Linked DNA regions of Zea mays: all the other regions are linked to region 2. Evidence: chromatin contacts called from public Hi-C data. All regions are on one chromosome and are shown on one strand. Each heading gives the region's core, a stretch centred on a gene start, on an enhancer-like site or on the middle of the called end of the contact. The rest is flanking DNA. Distances are from core to core; before and after follow the strand shown. Region 1 holds the start of LOC103654297 (ethanolamine-phosphate cytidylyltransferase). Region 2 holds the start of LOC103654295 (protein LURP-one-related 8). Region 3 holds the start of LOC100283338 (serine/threonine-protein kinase NAK).

What was found. A called contact is a pair of places that touch in the nucleus more often than the background predicts.
Region 1: a contact with region 2 is called in a Hi-C map of leaf, with 6 times the contacts expected there. The contact joins the promoter of LOC103654297 here to the promoter of LOC103654295 in region 2. A contact is called at or near these places in 3 of 25 Hi-C or Micro-C datasets (endosperm, leaf and tassel).
Region 3: a contact with region 2 is called in a Hi-C map of leaf, with 2.5 times the contacts expected there. The contact joins the promoter of LOC100283338 here to the promoter of LOC103654295 in region 2. A contact is called at or near these places in 2 of 25 Hi-C or Micro-C datasets (both in leaf).

Annotation. Positions count from the first base shown.
Region 1 is chr4:190,573,469-190,578,065 of Zm-B73-REFERENCE-NAM-5.0, reverse strand. It overlaps LOC103654297 (ethanolamine-phosphate cytidylyltransferase), which reads left to right and starts at 2,463. Exons shown (of 9, transcript XM_008681128.4): 1 at 2,463-3,031; 2 at 3,689-3,924; 3 at 4,497-4,597. The coding sequence starts at 2,700. It overlaps LOC103654298 (vacuolar protein sorting-associated protein 32 homolog 2-like), which reads left to right. Exons shown (of 8, transcript NM_001321407.1): 4 at 808-907; 5 at 1,092-1,177; 6 at 1,284-1,375; 7 at 1,522-1,636; 8 at 1,787-2,007. The coding sequence ends at 1,975.
Region 2 is chr4:190,342,484-190,346,967 of Zm-B73-REFERENCE-NAM-5.0, reverse strand. LOC103654295 (protein LURP-one-related 8) reads right to left here and starts at 2,570. Exons shown (of 2, transcript XM_008681126.3): 1 at 2,344-2,570; 2 at 1,338-2,250. The coding sequence starts at 2,183. The coding sequence ends at 1,455.
Region 3 is chr4:190,473,570-190,478,507 of Zm-B73-REFERENCE-NAM-5.0, reverse strand. It overlaps LOC100283338 (serine/threonine-protein kinase NAK), which reads left to right and starts at 1,665. Exons shown (of 6, transcript NM_001156239.2): 1 at 1,665-2,198; 2 at 3,573-3,907; 3 at 4,590-4,725. The coding sequence starts at 2,144.

The DNA of each region.
Region 1 (4,597 bases), core at 1,214-3,713, 230 kb before region 2:
GTTAAGCGTTGACTATTTCACAGTTTTGTGAAAAATAAGATATAGAGAACGAAATTTAGAAGATGCTGCTGGAGATGAAGAAGATATAGAGGATAATTTTTTTTAGAGTGTTCTGTAAAGGATAGAGAATATTCCTTTAAAAGATGAAATTTAGAGAACGTTGCTGGTGATAGTCTAAGAGTTCTTTTTTCTCAGAATGGTGCCTTGCTCCCCTTCATAAGATTATGCCAGAAGAACTCCCTGCTTTTTCCTCTTTTGCTATTAACACAACATTGTGGAAGTATATATATATATATATTAAAACCAAGTGTCATAAAACAGCCTATCTTTCTTCAGCTGGATGCTGTAACATGATCATGTAGATTTCTTAATTGACTGGATTTTCATAGAATAAGAGTGGAACAAACAAGAGAAGATCAGAAGTCCTCGTTGAAAAGGGGGGAGATAGAGAGGAAGAAATCCTTCTGGACATAAGCTGCCGGCTTGTCCGAAATGCTTGAACTTTAGGCAGGAATTAGGATAGTCAGTTAAATTCGAGATGGTCAGCCCTAGTCAACATTTATTCAGCACTCACATCTATTTTAAGGACACAATATAGTATAGTATCCGGTGCTGACATTGTGGATTATCTGTTCTGTGATCACGCCCCTCGATCCACACCACCAGCTATTGCCAACAGATGACCAATTTACATCTGCAGTTCCAAGATATTAACTTACTACCTTAGATTTCTTTTTTTTTTTGAGGAAATTGCTACCACCTTTCATACTGGGTGTGCTTCCGTACCCTCCATCTCCTTGCGTGCAGACTCTAGAGATGCTGGAGAAGAAGGAGCGTTTCCTCCAGAAGAAATGTTCCGCGGAAATAGAGAAGGCGAAGGATTACACAAAAGCGAAGAACAAGAACGGTAAGGAAGAGCCAACACATCCGCCATTCTTATGTTCCGCTACACGCCTACACCACAACCTTAGTTTGTCAAATATGCAAATTTTGCCTGCTTACCTTTCTTAAACTATACTAGCTTTTCGCTCTCTCAAAAAATAGCTATTTCGCTCGTACGTGAGATTTCTTCCGTGTTTGTTTCGTTTCAGCCGCAATCCAGTGCCTAAAGAAGAAGAAACTGTACGAGACACAGATCGAGCAGCTATCGAATTTCCAGCTGCGAGTCCATGACCAGGTAAAAGGAAACACATACATGCAATGCAAACGGCGCACGTCTCGGAGCTTGATAGATTGATAGTAAGTTGTTTTGTGCATATATATATATATATATATATATATAGATCATAATGCTCGAAAGCGCCAAGGCGACCACGGACACTGTCGACGCTCTGCGCTCGGGGTCATCTGCTGTCAAGGCGATGCAGCAATCAGTGTAAGCTAGCTAAGGTTCCATCTGCGCCTTCTGAAGCTGAACCCAGAGCTCATGGTGTTGCTCGCTCTCACGTAGCCACGTACACGTACTGCTAGATTATTTATTGATAAAAATGGCGCCAACTTATAAGGGCAATCCTTGTGCAGCAACGTGGACGACATCGAGAAGGCGATCGAGGAGGCGAACGAGCAGACGGAGAGCATGCGGGAGATGCAGCAGGCACTTGCGACGCCGATTGGCGCTTCCGCTGACTTCGACGAGGTACCAGTACCGTTGATCTCGCCTCCCTTGTTGTTGTGAACTGGGTACATACAGGCACACATGCACGATCTAGACTCCAGCCATCTTGGAGGAGTCCTGTGCATGGAAGAAATTTGTTTCTCTAACTAGTTTAGGTGGGAAAAAAAACAGGACGAGCTAGAAGCGGAGCTGGAAGAGCTGGAGGAGGAGGAGGAGGAGGAGGGGGAGATCGAGGACGAGCTGCCTGAGCCGCCGGCGAGGCGGTCCGTGGAACCATCGGCGAAAGCGGCGGCGGCGTCTTCTAGACAGGGCAGTGATGTGAGCGAGCTGACCAGGCTTCAGGCAGAGATGGCCCTCTAGCTGTCTAGCAGTGATGTGATGTGAGCGAGCTCGTCGTTGCGCCTGTATTGTACACACGTGTTTTGCTGTAAATTCATCTTGTTCTAGAAGACAAGACACGGCATAGATGAGAGAATCTAGTCGGTGTCCGGCGGACGATGCCAGCCGGCAGAAGCAGTTTGACTTTGACGGTCTCGGATTGCGGTCCATTGTTCCAACAGATACGATGCGATATCATTATTCTTATACTCTATCATGTAAAATGCAAGAATTGCCAAGATGTTCTAAGATCACTCGAGTTCTGGTCATTTCTAAGAAAAATATATATATTTTTAAAATGTAACAAAAACCCTGGATCGAATCAAATTAAATTCGACGAGTTTCGGTAGGATGGACGGCTGTGCTGCCTGTGCATTCGAGACGCCTACTGACATGTTGACCCCACATGGCAGCCAGAGACCGAACGGTGTAGAATTCCGCTACGCATATTCGCCCCCTCTTCTCTCGTTTTCTTCTTTTGCCCCGGAGGCGCGGACAGGTACCAGCACCACCAGAGCATTCCGTCCCGCCCCCGCCTCCACCTCGCCGCGACCACACCTCCTCTCCTCCCCGCCGGCTCCTCCTCCTCGCATGGCGACAGCCTCTCGTCCCTAGCCCCCCCAGATCCAGCGGCACGCACCTACACACGCGCAAGGAACCGTAGACGCGCCCCCGCGCCTCCCCTCTCTCCCGTCCTCCGCCACCCATGGACGCGGGGAATGGCTGCAGCGCGCGGGCGCTGGCGGCGTGCGTCGTCGGCGGCATCGTGCTGGGCGCGTCGGTGCTCGCGCTCCACCTCGCGGGCGGGCCCGCCGCCATCCCGCCCCTGCCCCTGCCGCCGCCCATCGGCGCGCTTCTCCGTCGCCGCCGCCGCCCCGTGCGCGTCTACATGGACGGCTGCTTCGACATGATGCACTACGGCCACTGCAACGCGCTGCGCCAGGCGCGCGCGCTCGGGGACGAGCTCGTCGTCGGCGTCATCAGCGACGACGAGATCAAGGCCAACAAGGGACCCCCCGTCACGCCGCTCCACGAGAGGTCCTGGTGTCGATAGTCTTTTCCGTTTCAATATCCTCTATCTTACTTTTGTTATTGTAGTCTCTGGTGATAGTGACGCGAAACGTAATTCTAGACTTGTAGCGTGCGGTTGTGTAACGCAGGTTAGGAGGAGAGTGACGTTTTTGTTTTCCGTAGCTACCTGGCCATGACCCCCCCAGTTTCAGCAGTAATTCACCAGTCGAGCGCTGTTTGGGAATTCCATTGTTTGTAAGAGTTTACTATGCACTTGACTGCTCCAGAAATGTTTTGCTCTCAACCGGTTTCGAAAAAATCTCTCTTTCATCAATCCAAGTCTGCAATCTGCAAATAAAGGAAACAATCCCGAGGGTTTTATTTATGGGTTCTTTTTGGTAGTTATAGTATAGGTTCATCCACGAATTGAGTTATGGCCTTAAGGGTAATAGCACTAGTGTTTATGTTGTCGCTTTCATAAAGGAGGCACTGCATATTATGCAAATAATCCCCAAATGATTTTTTTCTTAATTTCGTCTCAACTTTTATATTGTGTTATTCCTTCACGAGTGACCTGGCTGTACAGATATTTATGCATCTGCTTCTCTGTGCTAGGGATTATCAAATCTGGTATATGCTGTTTAGCAAGTTTCTGATGATTTTTTTTTTGTTCTGATAATATAGAATGGTAATGGTCCGTGCTGTGAAATGGGTGGATGATATCATTCCAGATGCACCTTATGCCATAACTGAAGAATTCATGAACAAGCTATTCAATGAGTACAACATAGACTACATTATCCATGGAGACGATCCTTGTTTGCTACCTGATGGTACTGATGCCTATGCTCTTGCCAAAAAGGCTGGTCGATACAAGCAGATTAAGAGAACCGAGGGAGTGTCGACAACAGACATTGTTGGTACTAATTTCACTCTAGTTTTTCCTTTCAGTTTTTGAAATTTAAAGTTTGCTTCGCTGATGATCATATTGAATTATGAAATGGGGATTATTTAGGTACTAGTTCTCCGTTGCTAGCTATTGTTTATTGAATTATCATAGCTGTCCTTTGATGTTGCAATTGACTTTAGGTCTACCAAAAACTTCTTTTGTCACTGTACTGTTCAGAAGATTTCCTCAGCTGATTTGCTCATTTGAAAATCATTGTGAACACTGTTCTTAAGGCGTCGCCTAGGCGTCCGGACGGTGGTCTAACGCCTAGGCGCCTTGCCCGCCTACCTCGCCTAGGCGCCGCCTAGGTGTCCAGGCGGTGGTCCAACGCCTTGGACCGCCTTGCCGCTTTAAAAACCATGATTGTGAACCAAGTGTTATATTAGTAAATGTTTAAGGGATGGGCATTCCACTATTGTTTTTTTTTCCGAGACTGCATGCAGTATAAAGCTTATGTTGTAGTACCCATTTCTAGTTTAGAACAACACTTGGGGACAGTGAATTTGTCATTTCTCATGCTGATCGGGTATTGCTACATGATAGGACGGATGCTTCTTTGTGTTAGAGAGAGATCATCTGATGCACATAACCACTCGTCACTACAAAGGCAGTTCAGTAGTGGACATGGTCAGAAAGTTGATGAT
Region 2 (4,484 bases), core at 1,321-3,820:
CTGTAACGGTACACGTATGACAGGGAGAGTCCCTGGTATATGGGCTCCACTCCATCTCGTCGCTCTCTCTATTCTATGAGAATTTTGCAAACATGGCACCGTCTACGACGGGCTTCAGACTTTTGGCACCGCGGTCGTGGCAATTGAAAGCATGGCATCAAAATCTTCCTCGTTTTAAATATTTAGCATCGCGCGCGCCTAATGGTCATTAGACATTGTGCAGTTACTGTCGTGCCCTCGCTCCGTTACATCCCTTGCCGCCGTCCCCATGTTTGCAAAATTCTCGAGCTCCGGCGGTGAGCTGGCTGACGTGGTCATCCGGCAGCTGGAGGAGCTCGCCAAGTCGGAGGCGGCGGTCGTGGCGGCGTCTTACGCGGAGCTGCTGGAGCCAGGTGACGGCGAGGAGCTGCCTCCATGGGTGTCGCCGGATCTCGACAATGGCCCCGCCGCAGACTTCGAGGCTCTCGACGCTGACGTTGACGCCGCCTGGCATGATGCAGCGACCATCGCATTCGCAGCAGTGCCTTCCCACGAGGTTTGGTTCAGTGTTCAGTCACTTCTCTGCTGCAGGCTGCAGCTGCACACACTACAACATCTACTAGTGTGCAGTGCTTGACCACTACTAGTAGTACATTGCTTGCGATAACATGCAATTTTGTCGTTATTTAGCTAATGGAAAAAATATATATATATTATATCTTGAGTTGTCGTTTTTTTATTCTTCTGCCACTAGTTTATATATGGCAATTCTAAATTTTGTGTGAAAATTTAAAACGCCTGAAACATAGCAAACTCCCCGCTTTAAAACCACCCCAAGAGTTGCCGTCTGATCTGTTAGAAGTTCAGTACTGCTACAAAAATTTATGGCTGCTCTGCTACATATTTCCAAGGGCAACAGGATCTCATCAAATTCCTAAGCAACGACATGAACCGGTGACAGGAGCAGGAAGCGTGGATCGCGACCGGTTGCGACGTCGACGCGCGCTGGGCGGAGGTGGAGGAGATGCGCGAGCAGGCTGCTCCGGCGCCGGACGAGCCGTGCCTGTCCTCGTTCGTGGACACGTCGGAGATCTTCCCCGCCAGCGTCACGCTCAGCGGCGGCGGCGGCGACGTGGACAATAGCGGCGACAACTACAAGCCAGACGAGGAAACGGCCCCGCGACCACAGCTGTTGGCCACGAGGGCGCTGGTGCCGGTGACGGAAAAAGGAGGAGAGAGAGAGGGAGAATGGAATACGGGAGACGATAGAAGAAGACGGCGACAAGGGATGTAACGGAGCGAGGGCACGACGGTAACTGCACAATGCCTAATAATCATTAGGCGCGCGCGATGCTAAATATTCAAAATGAGGGAGATTTTGATGTCACGCTTTCAATTGCCACGACCGACCGTGGTGCCAAAAGTCTGGTAGACGGTCCCATGTTTGCAAAATTCTCCTATTCTATATAGCCATTCTATATAGCCATGGACGAATTCTTCCTGCGTAGCAACGACCGCGTCGTCGACCAGCCGCCGCCGCCGGCCCCGCCGCGGAACATGTCGTCGAGGGCGATGACGAGCGCCATGGAAAGCGGCGCGCCGAGACGTGACCCCGCCACGACGAGGCGGAACACGTCGTCGCCGACGGCCTCCTTCCTCTGCACCTCCGCGACGACGGCGCCCCCGCGCTCCTCACGCACCGCGCAGGCGCGCCGCCCGTAGGAGCCCTCCACCACGTACGACAGTGCAGCCGCCGCCGCCGCGTCGTCGGTGCCCGCGGCCGCGGAGTGGGCGAGCGCCAGCGTCTTGCAGCACGCGCCGATGCGGCGGCGGACGGAGAGCAGCGGCGTGGCCCTGGCCGTCGTCGTCGTGCCGTCGTCGGCGTCGGCGTCGTAGATGACCCAGCGCTCCGCGAGGCCGAGCCGCGTCTTGCGGCGCACGGTGAGGAGCGGCTTCCCGCTGGCGTCCATGAGCACGACGCCGGCGCGGCGCCAGCGCCGGGTGGAGCCGGCGTAGCAGTCGACGCGGAAGGCCAGGTCGCCGCTGGCGTCGTAGACAGTGAAGCCGTCGCAGTTGAAGAGCAGCGACTTGCGCCACACCGTCAGCACAGTGGACGGCTCTCCATCAGCCTCCGCCGGGGCCCGGCCTACTGCTGCTGCTGTGGCAACGACGGACCCCGCGGCGTTGGGGTGGACCTTGGCCATTACTCCTCTTTTCTTTTCCCCGCTCTGTTAGATCCTCTGCTTCGGCCTAGCTTGCTATGGCGGCTAGCTGCAGAGGTACCTAGGTAAGCAAGGAGGAGCCATTGCGCTTGGAGTGGATCGGGTGGCGAGGAGTTGGGGGAGAAGCGTAGGGAATTTATACCTGGCCTGGCCGGCCGCGCGGAGAAGATGGCGCTCTGCTCTCTTTGTTGACAAGTGACGGTCTCGCTGACCTCACCATCCATCCCACCCAGGCCCAGCAACCGATTCATTTTGTCGTGGGAGGAGAGACGGAAGAGGAGGAACCTGATTCCTCACCGCCCACATGTACTCTCTTCATTTCGTCAGTGCACTCAATTTCCTGGCTACCAATCTGCTTGATTTGGGTTAATAAAGATATATTCTCGGTGACGAGGATGCAGTGGTCGGCGACGGCGACGACGACGAGAGTGTTTGTTTGGTTCTTTTTTAAAATATCATATAGATCACGTGCGAATAAAGATGAAGTGGTCTAAAGAGTTGAGGATCTAAAAAGCGACGAATTTCTACCATCATGGTGATTCGATTGGAAAGCTGGACCATTTGACGGTCTGCAACACCTTTCTTTTGGTGCCCACAAGTTGAAAAGGGAAAACAAACATTGCCAGATTATAGGTTCTGTTTGAAAACCTTTAACCTAGTAGTTATCAGCTAAAAATCAATAGTAAAGCTTCTAAATTTGTATCACTATTCAAAAAATTACATATATATTTTTATGTCTATATTTAAATAAATGATAATAAGTCTAGACATATTTACAAACACATATACATTAAGTGTAGTTTGAATCTAAGTAATTTGTTAGAACGAATTTTATCGTAGGACGGAGGTCTGCGGTCAAGAAAAACAGTTGCTGCTTTCAGCATTCTCTAGAGAAAAAGGTTGCATGGAAGTGCGTGCCGATGCAAAGGCTAGCCTTCCTTGTCCATGAGTCCATGACGAGTCGTCGTTGATGGTTTGGCTCCTGCTGCTCAGGAGTACTATATTATTGGATATAGTATATCTTATCTTATCTCCACGCACGGATTTTTGGGAGAACGTATTGTTTTATTTCTAAGAAGAAGAAACAGAGGCTCGAGAAGCGTCTAGTGCAGACATGTGTAGTACACGCCAGCAGAATTGTCTACGGCCATATGTCAGAGAAATGCTGGCGCAGAATTGGACTTTGCATTATAAACTGTAAAAATTATAAATAAAGGATTTGCTAAACTGCAGGCCTCTGGTTTTTGCTTTATTTTCAGTCGGCAAACAGAATCCATCTAATTTAAATCCAATGATCAGAATCTATCATGAACTTATTCTTAGCCTCAGGCAATCTCCAGCCTCTCATCCTATATCACATCTCGTATTTTAAACTTCACTCTACAAATATTCTTTATTTTAAAACTTAACTCTTCAAAACTGTGTTAAACAATATCATTTATCATGCCACCTTCTCTATTTTACATGAGTACATGACCCACCCCACACAGCTTTAGTACTGAAAACTATTGAAAACTAGGACTCTTGTACACTTGTTGTGACCTATGTACTGAATTACTGATACCGAGGGGGTGTTTGGTTCTGTGGACTAAAGTTTAGCCCGGGTCACATCAAGCGTTTGACTTTCAAATAGGAGTATGAAATATAGACCCAACCAACTGTACTAGATTCGTCTCACTTTTTAATCTTCGGCTGAGAAATTAGTTTTATAATCCGACTACATTTAATACCCCGAACGGAGGTTCAAACATTCGATGTGATAGGGGCTAAATTTTAGCAGGGGCAAACCAAACACCCCCTCATGCGCAGTGGAACAAATGACGTGTCCTCTAAAGTCTGAGGATCGCTCCTGGAATGTTTGTTACGTTTATGATACATAAAGTTTAAGAATGCTAAAAAAACTCGATCTGTGAGATAAGAATAAAAAATATTTTTTGATTTTTTATTATAAATAAACAAGATATAGGACAATTTGTAATGTGGATTACATTGTGAAGTTTAAAATACAAGATAAGATAAGATAACTATTCGAGACAGTCTAAATTTGTATTCTTATTCTGAGCATTGAGCTTATAAAAATATATGAATGGGTAACCTTATATTATCATATATTTTTTCACCCTTTTTGTTGGAGGGGGTAAATGATGCATAAAACAATTTATGCAAATTTCTATTCATATTTGTAATAATGTGCTTGATAACATAAAAATCAGTATCGAATTTCATACATATCTATTTTAAAATGATAAATTTGTTATAGCAATTCGGATATCTACTTTTATC
Region 3 (4,938 bases), core at 416-2,915, 130 kb before region 2:
AAAAGAAAATTTTAACTGCTTTTGGTTCACCTCTTTCTAATTGTCTTTCTCGATCCTTCAACTATGATGTCAAAGGTCCTTCCACTGTCATGCCAAAGGTCCCATGGACCATGTTTTGAGAGTTTGGTTAGCTATATTATAACACATATATATCGTACAAAATGGTTAGGTCTTGATAAAATAGATAAACTATAATAATATTAAAGTATTAGATTTTAATGGGTCCAAAGCAAACAAAAGGGACAAGTTTCCATAGATGAAGAGAAGTGCATATGTGTCTCGAGATATATATGGCAATTTTGACTCACAATTCTTTCTCTATTTTTAATGAACTATCATGAGCTTTATCAACTTATATTAGTACATACCATTTCTACTCTTTATAGAAGAGCTAATTCTAGTTTATGGTGACATGTTAAGTTGTTATTTCATCATTACTGCCTCTATCAATGACAGATCTAGGACAATCCAACAAGAGTAGAAAAGAGAGATTGACTAGTTGCATTTGTCCTTCTCTTCATGTTATTTCCATATGCCTACGAGTCGTTGATAAGACTTGAAGATCTTCATTATAGTTTCACTATGATGCCAAGAGTTATAGACTAAGACAATGAACAAAAAAATGGTAGAAACACTTATCAATTTGAATTTTATGCAATACATAAGAATGTATAGGTGAGCACAAAGAAATATGAACTATAATAGTGAAACATACATATCATCAGTAGGAGAATATCAGAGTGTGTTTAGTTCAACTATAGGATGTGAAAAAGTTATTATGAGTTGCATGCTATGGAAAAGTTGTTTTAAGTTGCCCATTGTTCATATGCACTTTGTTTAACTATATATCTTAATCAATATATCTAATTGAAAAAGATTACATTTATGTTCCTGATATTTTTACAAATAAAACTAGACTCCACTTGCTATAATTTTTTATTAAATTTATTCTAACATTTAATTAGTTTTAATCCCATTTTATTTTTTATTTATCTATCTCTTGATTAATACATTGAATTAATAAATAAATTTTACAATTTTATTTTTAATTTATTTCTATTAAAAATATATATTTGTTTTTATTATAATACTTAATTTTTAAAAATTATTTTAGTTTGCATTTATTGTGTCTCTTTATTAATATATTAAACTTGATAAGCAGTAAAGGTAGACTCTAAGTTGTTTTAAAATTTGTAGTATAAAATGTTGCCTTTTCAAGTAGTAACAGAGAAATTGGATCTCTTTGGTTCATATTCTTATTTTTCAAAGCAAAATCAGATTTTAAAGGGTGAACTATATGAGCCTTGAAACAACTTGAAGTTGAAGCCAAGGGGAAGAGAGAGAATGCATGATGCTAAACTAGGGCAATAGTAAAATGATTCACTGAATCATTTTTTGCTAATCCTTAATGTGTTCCTGGATACCAAAAGATTTAGTTGATCAATGGCATATTCTCATTTTGATTTTTTTCACATGTGGTAGGTGCTAACTTTTATCCTTCTCTAATTTTCCCGCGGTACGTCCTCTGTCCAGCCATGTAAATTTCCAATCCAGTGAACAAGAAATATAAAGGTCACACCCCGTCGTAAACATTCAATGAACTGTCTAAAATATAAAATTTTGGATAGATATAAAATAGTCTGCTGAATTTCATATCCAATATCGAGTGTCTTCTTCTTGAAGGCAGCTGCCGTGTAGTGAAATGGGAGCACTGCACTTTTTAAGGGATCCACCACCCCTCTCCCCTACCGTTCCTTTTCTCCACCATTGAAACACTCTCTGACCCTCACTCGCTCCCTGTCACACACACTACACTCGCAATTCATCCGCAGTCACAAGCTCGGCTGCTGCTCCCGCTAACGGTTGAGGCGTTGCTGGTGCACACAGGAAGGGAAGGGAAGGGAGAGCTGCACACAGCTTTGCTCTGGCTCTTGGCTCCCCTGTCCAGCTGTCCTGTCCGTCCATCATGGAGGAAACGCCCAGCCCGCAGCTCTAGCCGCCGTCAATCTCGTCTCGTATCGGAGTCGAAGGAAGTAAGAGGCGGGATGGCATGAAGCGACCTACCAAGAATGAGAGGCTGGGCAACCCCCGGCACAAGTAGGAGGAAGAACCCGAGCAACCGAGCCACAGGGAGGAGGAGGAGATGGGCAACTGCGGCACACGGGAGGAGAATGCCGTCGTCGCTGCGCACGCGCAAGGTATCCATCTGCCCGTGGTGGGTTTCTCGCGGGCTCCCCCTCTCTTGTCGCTGCTTGTTTGGATCTCAGCTGCGGCGCTTCGAACTCCATCAAATTTTGATCTTGGTGGATTGTTTCTCTGGTCCTGGGCTCTTGGTTCTTGTCTCGCCGCGGTTTGCCATAAATGCTCCCTCTTTCTGTTGTGGCGGCTTTTGGATCAATCAGTGTTGTGACGATTTGGTTGCGATTCTCGGGCAGGCTGTGTCTCATGTTATTACGGAAAAGATGGTTTTTGATTGAACTCACATGCCAATTTTCGCTCCAAATGTTTGATTTTAATACTTCAGTAAGGGGGGAGGGGGTTGATGAATTTTATATGGTTCGTTCCCATCCTTGAGATGAATCCGGTCCTAGGACTTCAGTTCTATTTATCCTCGTTTGCTCATGTTATTTGTTCGTCAGTTCAAAACTTGTTTGATTCGTCTTGCCCCAGTTCCAGTTCCAGGTTGTGATCTCTTCTATGCTTCCTTATCTTCTTGATTCTTGCACCCCCGAAGCCTACTCGATTGTGTGCACTGAGAAAATCTAACGGCAAGCGTGCTTCAATTTCTGTGCCCTCCTCGCCAGTATTGACTTCCAATTTCGCACGGATAAAAAAATCACGATCCTCCAAGTTGAATAAACATAGTCTGTTCTACTGGTTGCTACTTGCATTTTTTAAAGCAATTTGAGGTTTTCTAGTTTAACATGCAACTGTGCAGTAGATCTGGTCCCCTGACCTCTTTACCCTTGCTGTAATCAATTTGTGCATGTGTATCTCTTCTTTATTTATTTCCTGCTTTCTACTCAGAAGTACTTATTTTAGGGGGAAAGGTCATTTAATGGATGCTAGCAGTTGGCAACTCATTCATTTCCACTTCTTATTTTACTTTTATAATAATTTCCAAATAGGACTTTGTATCTCATCATGAGTAAATGCTTAGAATGCTACATACGTGAACCCTTGAGGTATACAAATTTTCTTAGGTTCCGTTTGGTTAGAGGGACTAATTGGCTTGGCTTTAGTTCCCTCAAAAAGGTGCTAAAAGGGATTAAAGAGCACCTTTTCCACTTGTTGCTCTCACTTTTTCCATTGACGCCGTACACAACAAACAAGGCCAGAGGTATTTGTCTTTGTATACTGCATCTAGTGTGTTGAGAATCTATTTAGTCGCTGTAACCAAACATGGTATAGTTCTAGGACTCATACTATATGCTTATATAATTCTACATAGACGAATTCTTAGTATGTCCTTAATTCAGTTCTGTAACGTGCTGGGCAATAGTTAAACTTAATATTTTCTTTTTTGTGTGTGCTGAGGACTTCCAATTTACATGCCCTTCTCATTCTCTCAGTTCAGCAACTCCACTTGTTACAACAGCCTTCCAAGAACGCCAATGCAGATAGGAAGCACACCTGCATGTCATCAGATATAAGTGACCCTTCCACACCTAGGAAAGTTGAAGATGCCAAGAACATTTCCATATACAACGATGTGATTGCCTTCACATTGTTTGAGCTAGAGACAATCACAAAGAGCTTCCGTGTTGATTATGTTCTTGGCGAAGGAGGATTTGGGACCGTTTACAAGGGTTACATAGATGAAAATGTCAGGGTTGGGCTGAAGTCACTGCCTGTTGCAGTCAAGGTGCTCAACAAAGATGGACATCAAGGGCACAGAGAATGGCTTGTGAGTGGAAACGTTGTTCAGTAATTTTCATGCTCACTTGATCAGTACCTTTTCATTATATGCATGGAAACATGAGAAATTGTCTACTAACATGGTGTACTTGTACACTATGCATGGCACATTGACATGGATACATGTAGATATCATTAGGTCCATAATGCTAACAAGCATGCCGGCAAATAAAATACACATATTGGGGATTCCATGCAATCATTTTTGTTTCTCCATGGCTGTCTGGATTAGTTCTCACTACTTTGTTGCAGTGTTTTGTTGACCATGACATGGGAAATAGACAAGCTGATAAGGTTATCAATAATGAGTTCATGCTCGTTTACAGACATGTGCAGTCCTTGAGTCATGCTGTTGTTGACAAATAACATATTTTATTTGTCATGCTTGAAAAATTTAAAATATGGTAGCTTACTTGCATGACCGGAATAATGAACATTACCGAGAAAAGAAACTTGAGGCGTGAAGATGGAAATCCATGAGAAAATGTGAATTTATATTCGAAAGGTTAAGCAATTGTATGTAGCTGCCTGTAAAATGCCATTGAGTTATTTTTGCACATGGTTTGATAGTTATCATGCTTATTGCTAGCCTACAAAATTATTGTGCCAGTATTGTTCTTTGCTCAAAACAATGTAAAAAATGTTTTATCCATCTTTTGTGTTTATGTCAGACCGAGGTTAACTGCCTGGGGCAGTTGAGGCATCCAAATTTGGTGAAGTTGATCGGATATTGCTGCGAAGATGACCATCGGCTGCTTGTCTACGAGTTCATGTTTCGAGGAAGTCTAGAAAACCACTTATTCCGAAGTAAACCTTCTGCTCCTGTTATGCTGTTTGTCAGAGTGTGAATGACATCATCACCGAGTTCAGTGCTGCCACTTTTTTACTTAATGTCTTCTGTTTTCCCGAATGCCTGATCACAAACACAACACCTTGAGCTGATAAAAATGTGGATGATAGAGTTACACTTTTCATTTTCATAATAACTGTTGTTGGTATGGGTTGGGCATGTTTTATTTG